Linked DNA regions of Mus musculus: region 2 is linked to region 1. The links are chromatin contacts, called in public HiChIP or PLAC-seq maps. All regions are on one chromosome and are shown on one strand. Each heading gives the region's core, a stretch centred on a gene start, on an enhancer-like site or on the middle of the called end of the contact. The rest is flanking DNA. Distances are from core to core; before and after follow the strand shown. Region 1 overlaps Zfp148 (zinc finger protein 148). Region 2 has its middle 17 kb from the start of Muc13.

Region 1 (5,592 bases), core at 1,532-4,031:
ATCATATCTCTTTGGAAATTGTATTTAATGATACTTTATTGATTTTCATGTCACCACATATAAAACTGCATTGCTTATTTTAGTAATTAAATGGCATGCTGTTATTTATTTCACATTTATGTTGTTGCTAGGTCTGTTTGCTTGAATGAAATCATGATAAAAATAATGCTTGTGCATGTATCTGTACACACATATGTAGGCTCTTTCTGTACATATATGTATAGTTATTAGATCAGAACATTCATAAAGAAAATTGGATAGATTGCTACGTTCATAAATTTAAGTGTAATAAATGTAGTCAAAAGTAACTTCATGTGCCTAAATCATGGCATAGAGCATCAGTAGTGACCCCGAGACATAACCCTCCCCCCAGTCCAGTTCTTACTACCTTGATGCTTTTATCATGGTCTGTAGCTTGAGTTTGATTTTGATATAAATAGAACCATACTTTGTGCTATGTTTTTGTTTGTTGCTTATGAAATCAGTTATCTCTTGCATTTAGTAGGCTATTCTCAGTCCTGAATATAGTGTTCCTTCTGTCATTGCAGACTGTTTCTAGAGTGGGCTATGTGTGCTCAGAGCAGATTGTTTAACCAGCCAAGTGGAAAGGACTAGTTTTAATCCCCAAACACATCTTCCTTTCGCTCCAACAAAAGATTGTTTCTAGGTATTGACCATTCTGAGAAGTGCTTCTTTGAGTATTCTTGGATGTGCCTTTTTGTGCCTATTTTTACTCATTGCTGTTGCCTGTTTCCTCAGGATGCAATTTTGTAGCTTGGTAAGTGTCCTGCTCCACCAGAAGTCTGTGATTGGTTTGGCCAAGTTATAAAGATTGTTCCATATCCTTGGTATCTGGTCTTGTCATGTACTACATTTTCACTGTAACCATTTTAGTTGTATAATGTAATGAAGTGTGGTTTTAGCTTTCCTTTCACTGGTAACTAGTGAGGTTTGGTAACTTGTCCTGTTTAGCCACACTTCCTCTATGTACTGTTGTTTGAGTTGAGTTTTTGCAGGTGATATGAGAACCAAACCAAACCAAACCAAAACTTTTTTTTTCCCCCTGATTGCTGTTTAGTTTTGTAAACTAACCAAGAGATACCTTCTTTCGGTTTCCCATTGGTATCAGTCTGGGTATAGCAGTGTATAATGAATGTGTAGTAGAAGGTTTTTTTTTCTTCCTTCATGCCTTTGTCACTGTCTCTCTTCTCTTCCCTTCCATTCAGTGCCCCCCGACCCCCGGGTCCTCCCCTTCTCTTCTCTCTTACTTATTTATTCTGTCAGTATGTCCAGGGTATCATGTAGGTTGGCCTACTCACTGTGTAGCTGAGATGACCTTGAAGCCTTGCTTCTCTTGCCTCCACTTCCCAGGTATGAGGCCTGCAGTCATGGGTACCATTCCTCTGATAGCTTTGCTTTTAATAAGGACTTGTACTAGATATGACTTGATGCCGTCTTAGGATAATAAGGTAATACACACTGAGAAGATACTGAAGGTTCTAAACCATAAAGAACAAAAATGTCTGCAACTTCTGTACTCTAGAATAACCCCTCTTAATGCTTCTTTGGTAGCATTGTAGTATTTCTTTTGTTGTTATTTTCCAGTGTAGGTGTTTGTGTGTTTGGACAAAACATATGTGTATATTTGCATAATGTTTTCAAATATCTTTTCATATTTATTCCTATTTCCCACTTAACCTTTACCATGAATATTTCTCTTTTATGTTAATCGAATGTGATATTACCAATAACTGTAATCATAGTTTATTATTGAGTAATAGACTTTATAGTTTTATTATTATAAATAATACTGCAGTTTTGCATGGACATTGTTACGGTTTTTTATTTCTTTGGTATGGGTTTCTTTAGGCTTTGGAAATATAATTCTAAATTATAATTCACACACACACATAAAAAAAAAAAACCCCACAAAAGTACTTGTAGGCTAGAGAAGAAAAGTAAAAGTGAACCAGAAAGCAAAGTAAACACACACATGTATGTATGTATGTATGTATGTATGTATGTATGTATATAATAGGATGAGTCTGTGTGCCATGGCACAATTTTGTGCCATCAGTTCTCTCCTTTGTCTGTCTGTGGTTCTGCGATCAAGCTCAGTTGGCCGTGCTTGTGCAGCAGTGTTCACTGCTGAGATGCCTTGCCAGCCCTGGATACGGGCAAGATACTGAGAGGAAGGCAGAGACTCGGAAGGATGGTCTTTCCCTTTTATCTTAATGTACATAGGACTATTTTGCCTGCATTCGTGTCTGTGCACCACATGTGTGCCTTGCCTTGTACCTACCAAAGTCAGAGAGGGTTTCAGAAACCCCTCATTCCCCGGAGCTTGAGTTACAGTCAGTCCTGAACTGCTGGGTGGGTGCTGGGGGTTGAACCCCGGTTCTCTGGAAGAGCGAGCATGGGCCATCTCTCTAGCCCTGGAGGGAGGATTTTACATGAAAGATGAATGAGCTTTTAGCTGTGTTGAGCTTTAGAAAGCACGTTGTATAAGTGGGGCTTGTGTAGCAGTTAGTAACCCTCTGCATAGCTGAGAAGCCACTCTGCAGAGTGTGCTGGTGATTGATGACATGCACGGGTTACTTGGTGCCTTAGGATTTTCCAAGGATTCTTTTTGTAGTATTGACTGAAGTGCTGATGAGTAGCATCGTGAATTGTAGTGTGCTACCACCTGTTCCTTTTTTCCCTGTGTGCAGAGTGTGGAGAGCCAATCAATTAGTCATGGATGTTTACACAGCACAGGTGACTAACTGGGGCTAACTGGTGGCTGTGTCACTGAAGAAAATGACTCTTCCCTTCCCCAGCAACCAGTGACTACCTATAAATCCTCCTGTGTGAGGGAACACTGTGAGGCCCTGATGGTGCAGGCAGACACTGCTAGTGCGATTTTCTGAGTGCACTGGCGGTCTTGGTTTCAATCCTCGTTTTGAAACTGTACAGAATGGGGGTGAGAGGCCTCACTGAACTTACTGATGGCATGGGTATAAGAAATAATTCACAGAACATAGGAGTTCACTTTGTGTCCCTGGATATAGGGGACTTGGATTTAAATTTTTACACTCTTTTAATCAGTACAGTTTTTTGGGGGTTTTTGTTTTTGTTTTTGTTTGTTTGTTTGTTTTTTTTTTTTTTTTTTGAGACAGGGTTTCTCTGTGTAGCCCTGGCTGTCCTGGAACTCACTTTGTAGACCAGGCTGGCCTCGAACTCAGAAATCTGTCTGCCTCTGCCTCCTGAGTGCTGGAATTAAAGGCGTGCACCACCACGCCTGGCTTAATCAGTACACTTTTAAGCATTAAGTTTAATCTTTTGGGGGGCTTAGTTTTGTTTCCAATGAGGTTAAATTTTAATCTTACTGTATAAATACAGTTCTATAACAGTCTAGAGACTATGTATCCCCTACCCACCATTCCAATTCACAGTATCCTTAGTGCTCTGTTGTATCTGGTGCTCTGCATTTCTGGCAGTGCCACAGATGTGATCTTGTATTGCCCTCCTACAGGGTCACCCTACAGGGGACATATGTGGCCTGTAACTTCATTTAAGATGGTGTTTGCCAGGCTTCCCCCTTACAAAGGTAATTTTTTTGTTGTAATTGTTAAATGCCTTTGATGAGATTCTTGATTTATTATCTCAATATGAATATTTATTCCATAGAATTAAAATCCAGCACATAAAATAATCAAATTGCTTATTTGCTTACTCATTGTTCCAGTTTGGGTCTTTAGGAACTCTTTCATTTGGTTCCTTTTGACATACTTCTGATCCCTCCTTAAGAACTTGAATTTCTGGCACTACAGTTTTTAGCTTTCACCACACGCTGGTTTTTCCTGTCCTGAATGTGGAATCAGCTAAGTAGTTATTGGTCTATTGTATATTGATTAATGGAAAGTAATTTCTGCGTGCTGGATGTAGTGAGTTCCAATCCTTCTTGGGGTCCCAACCAGTGGAACTAGGAAGTGCAGGTATGTCTGCTCACCCACTTGTGTGCACAGCCTTTACACATGTGCCTTTATCTTGATGGTGACAAGTATTTCTACAAAAAGAGATTGGATGAAGGAAAAGGAAGAGAAGACTGAGGTTTGTCTAAATCAATTCTCATTCTGTTGTTGAAACTCTTCACAGTCTTAAAAAAAATGAAGACTTGCAAGAGCTTTTGCTGTTGATTGCATTATTATTTTTCAGAAAAAATTAAAGTATAGTAACTTAAAGTTTCATCTTAATGTATGACAAAAGTATTTTAAGTAGTAACATGTTTATAAAAAAACTTTTAAAAATGTTTAGGTGTATTTTATGCTTTTGAGGTTTTCTTACATGTATGTATGCCTTTGTATTGTGTGTGCACCCAGTCCCCATGGAGGTCAGAGAGTTGGAACTGGACTTACAGTCAGTTGCAGCCACTGTGTGAATGTTGGAGTCAAACTAATCAGCAGGTCCTCTGCAAGGGCGGAATGAGCTTCCCGCCACCGAACCATTTTTCAGTTCCAACCTTTTGTTGTCATTTTGGTTTTGGTTTGGTTTTTTGAGACAGGTTTTTCTATATAGCCTTGGTTGGCTTAGAACTTGTTCTGTAGACTAGGCTGTCTTTGAACTCAAAGAGATCCACCTGCCCCTGCTTCCCAAGTTCTGGAATCAAAGACACCACCATGCCTAGCCTTGTTTTGTTTTAAAGATCTATTATTTTTATTTATATGTGTATGTGTGCATATAGGTGCCCCGGGAGGCCAGAGAACATCTGATCCTCGAACTGCAGGTGGTTGTGGGCCACCTGACCTAGGTGCTGGGCACCAATCTCAGGTCCTTTTCAAGAGAAGTAAGCTCTTAATATTTTTTTCCTCTTTGAAACAGGGTTTCTCTGGTTTCTAGGATAGGTTTCTAGGACAGCTTTGGCTAGCCTCGAACTCAGAGTTCGATGCTACTGCCCATCAGGGAGTAAGTACTCTTAATTTCTCTATGCCCTGAAAAATAACTTTCATAAAACACAAAAGTTAATGAGAAGTGAGTTGTACATTTTTATAGCTCTCTTCATTGTCTAGATCAGTAGACAATGTTTAGATTCTCATACTTACTATTACATCCAGTCTCTGATAATATCACTTGTTAAGCAACTATAAGTTGTTGTGACAGCTGTTTGATCAAGAAACATCACATGGAGAGGGTGTCAGGGCCCTTCAGGGGACTCCCACACTGGGGAGTCATTGATGTAACACATACCGGAAGTTTATTATTGAACCAGTTCAAAGCAGTTGCCACTAGGCAAAGGAGAGAACTTAAGTTGGTGTGATGTCATGAAAGTTAGAAGAGTGGAATTCCAACAAGAAAGAATCAGCATTACTTCGTTAGGATAATTTGACACACCCAGTTTATTCATTTTATCTGTGGTTAACTATAAAATGTTGATATTGCAACATCATTAAATTAATAACTATACTTGGGAAGTAGGCTAGAATATGAGCTGGGGATTCCTCAGCCTCCTCACATCATAATGGCTGTTCACATCTTCACCTGACAGAGACAGTTCCTTGTGAGAGTTTGCATGTGGTCATGGGTCAGGAAGTGAGAGGGTGCAGCTCATAATCC
Region 2 (5,592 bases), core at 2,289-4,788, 330 kb after region 1:
TAGCATGACTCCCCAACCCTTGACAGGGGCCTGCATTGACTAAAGATGTGAATTAAGGTGAAATGTGTCACTTCTGAGAAAACACTTTAGGAATCAGTATGTGGGGGCTAGGTGCAGGAGGCAGAGGCAGGTGGATCTCATGGATTCAAGGTCAGGCCAAGCTACATAGCAAATATCATGAGGTCACTTAAGAAACACAGGATTGCTTAATGTCAGAGGCACATTGAAAAGCTGGTGGGGTCTCAACAGAAACTTCCAAGAGCAACAACAAAAGAATTCAAATTTTAAAAAAAAGCCAGGCCTGGTAGGGTAAACCTGTAAACCTCTCTACTCAGGAGTCTGAGGCAGGAGGACCACAGGTTCAAGGCCAGTCTGGGCTCTGCAGTGAATTCAAGGCTAGCTCAGGCAACTTAGTGGAACCCTGTTTCAAAATTTAAAATGTCAAAAAGAGCTGGAGATACTAGCGGCCGTGTGTCTAACATGTGTAACTCCCTGGGTTCAAACCCCAGCCCCAGTCCCAGAAAAGCAAGCCAGAAACATGCGCTTTGTGGTTAGTGTTTGCTCCTGTGTGCAGGGCCTTGGGTGCTTTTGAGTAGAAACAACCTCCGTTTGAAACTCACCTATATTGTTTATTAGCATTGGAGCCTTAATGAATTTCTTAGCTAATCCAGCCTTTCTCTTTCCTGTGTTAATCTTACCAGGACAGAACAAGACCTCAACCAAAAGCTTTGAGCCAAATTTGAATCAAGCTTTGTTTAAATCCTGGCCGTGGCGATGGACACTAGCCAACTCCATATCCTGGATTCCCAGAGGGTGGCCTTGAATTACATTAGTCAGGTGCTGATAAAGGCAAAACCCACAAGGCAATGTGCTTCCCACCTTTGTCCAGTGAGGGGCAAGCACATATCCTGAGGTACTTCCTGCCTACGTACCTCCCACCTACATGTGATCAGGCATAGCCTGTGCAGTTGGGGCAACCAACCTTGTTTACAGAAGTGAGAATATGTGACTTGTGTCTTATATAACAGCCCCCAGCATCCCAGCAAGTTATCTGTTCTTGGCCAAGTGGGGCTTATGGGTTAGAAGCATTTTTATTTTATAGATCTCCTAAACACAGTTATTTAAACTTAAAACATAACTTTAGCCCTCACACCCGATTTATCATAGAAGAAATGATATAACTTAGTTCAGGGATAAATTAAAGGATTAAATTAAGATGTCCTGCAGAGGCAGGAGGATCTTTGTGAGTTTGAGCCAATCTTGTCTTTATAGAGAAACACTGTCTCCAAAAACAAACAAACAAACCATTTTAAAGTGGATCTGAACGACAGAATGCATTTGACAAGATGCTGGACCTGGGATGAAGCAAATGTTGAATAAATGTGTGTACTCGAAGCAGCTGTTTTTATAATAGAAAAATCCAGAATGTTGATTCTCCTGGTGTTCCCTCCTCATTTCACAGCTGAGCAGACCCCGCAGTAATGTGCTGTTACTCTGATACAGTGACCATCCTCAATAAAGGATGCTGTACTGGCTGACACATCACTTTTTAATAATCTACTTGGGACTCAGTCTTTATTTAGCCTGCTGATAAGAAATCAGGAAACAAAGTCCTTGCTGTCTCTCTGTATGTTCATTCCCAGGGCTGGGTATCTTGTTCCTCACACTCTGATTGGTTGGTTCATATCTGGTCCTTTCCAATTCCTTTCTAGATCCCTCAGGACCTGGTGTGATCTTTGTAACCCTGTAACACACACCACCACCACCACCACCACCACCATCTCACACACACCCTTCCCACACACCTCATATGAGCAGCTCCCACCTCTCCAAGTATCAGAGAAGCCAGCTGGCCCAGAATTTGCAATCCTGCCAGGAGGAGGGCAGGGAGACTAAATAGGCAGAAACTATGGTGAGTCAGAGGGCAAACATAAAATTGATGAGAAGCTCTTAGTTGTTGTTCATTTCCAAAGCAAAATTTCTGCTCTATTTCAATGCTATCTCATTGTTAAAAAAAAAATCTTCTTTCTATTCTTTTGGTTGCATAGGTGCCAGTATTTTATGAGGTGGTGGTTCTGTCCTTGGGTTTTACATGATAGAGAAAGAGAACCAACTCTTACAAAGTGTCCTCTGGCCTCTGCTTTTGAGCCATGGCATGTGTACCTCTTCACAGACAAAAAAACCAAACCAAATAAATGTAATAAAAAGAAGCATATGTTACATATATAGATGCTACACAAATATTTGATAAATGAAGACATTGCGATGTTCATACCACGGGTAAAACCATTTCGATAGCTCTCAGCTTCTACGAACTGCCAGTCTTTTTCAATCACATTCCTGACACCCTCCTAAGCCATGAAACAAGTTCAGAGTCACATCAGAAAGAGAAGAACATACTAGCAGCGCAGCTCAGGCAGAGTGCTTGTCTAGGTCCAATCTCCAGTACCCAAAAAATAAATAAATAATTAAAAAGCTGCACCAATAATTCCTCACACAATAACATGACTGGAGGGTGACCTGGCAGCTCCTTGGACAGTGTGACAACAGACAAAGAAGACCATACTTCTCAGTCTCTGCAACGTCTTTACCCAACTGTCACCACACCCCTTTGTTCTCAAGAGCAACTGGGAAGTGGCTTGTGGTGGCTTACAGTAGCATTTGAGATGCCCCCGAATGAACGCACACTGTGGGCCTCTGCTTGCTAATATATCCTCGAGAATGGTATGGTGGTGAATGCTGGTATCTACAGGACTTGAGAAACTGAGGCAGGAAGAGCATGTACTCAAGTCCAGCCCAGGCTACATATGGAGATGTCTCAAAAGAAGACCAAAACAACCACAGATTATCCTCAGATATCCTTGGGAATATGTCAGCAGGTTGATATTTCCGGGTTTTATTTCTATTAATAGAAAATGTGTATGCCTCACAACAAGGTTCAGGGTCCAGGCCTTCCAGATCCTATATGCAATTTCCAGTATGAATAAAAGGATGTGGCAATCCAAAAGTAATAAAGCATGCTTGGAACCAAGTGACTCACGGAGGCTGAAGCTGGAAATGACATATTGTTTGGCCCCCACTCCTTTTTACTAATAAGGAAACAACATCAGAGAGGGTGACTTCCCGAGGCTAAAGAGCTTATTTGTAGAGGGAGTTTTAGAGAACTCAGAGTGTAAATATCCAGTTTATTATACTTTCCAGGGCATGTGTCATTTCTGAAGGAGTGTGTTAGAAGAGCATGACACTGCAGAGTTCATGTGAAAGGCGACAGATGAGACCGAACTCCACAGTAGAGGCAGAAGTCCTTGGCAATTCTTGAAAAAGTCTGGTTGGAGACTAGGCAGATGACTGGATGAAATAAAAATGGTGTGGCATGGCTTGACATGGCGTGGCATGATGTGGCATGGTGTGGCGTGGCGTGGGGTATAGAAAGCACAACCCTTGAAACCCTGGTTTGTTGTTGGCTTTGTCATCCTTCATGCTGTTACTTAAAGCCCCATGATCCGATGCCTGCCCACACAACTGACTTCCCAGAGTTGATTCACACGATAGACATCTTGATATTCACCCCAGTACTAGAAGATCACTCTGGGAGATCAGTCTGTGGTCTCACTTGGAAGCCAGTTGTTAGTTCATTCTAGAAGATACAGTGACCACTCTGTTACGTCTCCCTGATGCTTTTGAGCTGTGGTGAGCTCACATTAGAGCAGTGTTCTCAACCTTCCTAATGCTATGACACTCTAATACAGCTCCTCATACCGTGGTGACCCCCCAACCATAAAATTATTTTTGTTGCTACTTCATAACTGTAATTTTGCTGCTGTTATGAATTGTGATGTAAATTTCTCATATGCGGGATGTCTGATATGAGATTCCCCCTCCCCCCAAAGTGGTTGTGACCCACAGGTTGATTGCAGCAGGGGAAAAAAAAATGTGTCCAGAGCAAAGAGCTTTGTTCCAAACTTAACCATGATTATTATAGCAAAAATGGATCCTGAGGAGCTGTGGGCTTCGGGAACAGTGTCAACAATAAATTTTAACACAAGACAATGATTTTGAAAAGTTTTCTTTGAGCCTAGACAAGTTGATATTAAATAAACACAAGGCAAAATGGCACTTACATACAGATTTTATACTATGTAGAGGCATTTAATCAATTCATGTTTATGGTTCACAGTGATGTGAGCCAGCTTTCTAAATATCCCGTGCAGCCAGAAGTTAAACTGAAAAGCAAACACATTTGCATCTGTTGGATTTTTATTAAGCTACAGTTCCTACCACTGTTTTGGGGCCTCAATGAAAATGAGTAGTTTTTCCTCCCTCCCTCCCTCCCTCCCTCCCTCCCTCCCTCCCTCCCTCCCTTCCTTCCTTCCTTCCTTCATTCCTTTTTCTTTCAGAGATAGGGTTTCTCTGCGTAACAGAGCCCTAACTGTCCTGGAACTCAGAGATCCACCTGCCTCTGCCTCCCAAACACTGGCATCAAAAGCATGCACCACCATGCTTGGCCCTGATTTTCACTTCTGTGTTTCGAAGTGCATTTGTGTGCTCACCGGGAAATTACAAGGGCCCAGGAGGTTGCTCTGAGCATCAATTGCCTCAAGACAATATACTCTGAAATTAACATTTTTTTCTCTCTGCTCTCTCCTTTCCTTTCTTTCCTTTCTTCCTTTTTCCCTCTCCCTCCATCTTCTCCTCTCCCCCCTTCCTCTTCTCCCGTACCTTTACTGATATATGATTCTATCTCGGTCACAGGGGCACACCACACCACCACGACCAAGTCCATGTTCATTATTCCAACAAGAAGCCTGTGCTTCTGAGCCAGTGCCTCCTGCCCCAGCCCAGCAGCTGGCCCACCTTTCATCTCTACATCTGTGTCTGTTTGTACATTTATTACAAACAAAACCCTGCCATATGTACTGTGGGGTAACCACGGAAGACGACTTCTTAGATATGGGGTTTAAGCCAATAGAAAGTCTTTATAACCTGGCAGGTGACTACCCTGGGTGGTCAGGATCCCACTGTAGCCCTGAGCCTTTCTCAGGGTAAGCTTTGAAACACAAAAGCATGTTCTAGGTTGACATTTTTCGGTTAACAAGAACAGTTAACCAGACGTGCAACTACAGAAGCCAAAAAGCAAGGATAGTGCATGTGGACCTTTCCCAGAGCTATGGACTTTGATGGAATCGGTCTTTGTTTTCGTTTTGGCAGGCATTACTGTCTATGTGCCGAGTTTTACAGCCAGAATGGCACTTCCACCTCGGAGTCGGTTGTGCTAAGGTCTGGGACCCCATTACAATATCATAATTTTTGTCTGAGCTCTCTCCCCTCGCTGTTATTTTCAAGTTTATTAGCGTTGGGCTCTGCTTCCTTTCTGTGGCTATGATGAAACGATCTGACCAAACCAGGCATGATGGGTGGGCACACACCTTTAACCCTGGCATTTGAGGCAAAAACAAGCAGATCTCTTAAGTTTGAGGCCAGCCCCCTAAGAGTGAGTTCTGAGCCAGTTAATGCTGTACGATGAGACCTTATCTCAAACTAAACTAAACTAAAAACTAAACTAAACTAAACTAAAAACTAAACTAAACTAAA

Evidence for each region. HiChIP or PLAC-seq counts read pairs in DNA pulled down with a chosen protein or histone mark.
Region 2: a FOXA1 HiChIP or PLAC-seq map of pancreatic cancer cells shows a contact between it and region 1. The contact joins two enhancer-like sites. A contact is called at or near these places in 1 of 39 promoter capture datasets (stem cell-derived epiblast-like cells) and 1 of 115 datasets of contacts at active chromatin or transcription factors (pancreatic cancer cells).

What each region holds. Positions count from the first base shown.
Region 1 is chr16:33,444,285-33,449,876 of GRCm38.p6, forward strand. All of the region lies in intron 4 of Zfp148 (zinc finger protein 148), which reads left to right. Among named protein-coding and RNA genes, the nearest start is that of Zfp148, 66 kb to the left of the region's middle. Within about 2 kb of position 2,782, at least 28 of the 459 cell types and tissues checked have an H3K27ac peak or open chromatin away from gene starts, as enhancers often do. A contact at or near this core is called in pancreatic cancer cells, where this site is marked.
Region 2 is chr16:33,774,318-33,779,909 of GRCm38.p6, forward strand. No RefSeq gene overlaps it. Among named protein-coding and RNA genes, the nearest start is that of Muc13, 17 kb to the right of the region's middle. Within about 2 kb of position 3,539, at least 63 of the 459 cell types and tissues checked have an H3K27ac peak or open chromatin away from gene starts, as enhancers often do. A contact at or near this core is called in pancreatic cancer cells, where this site is marked.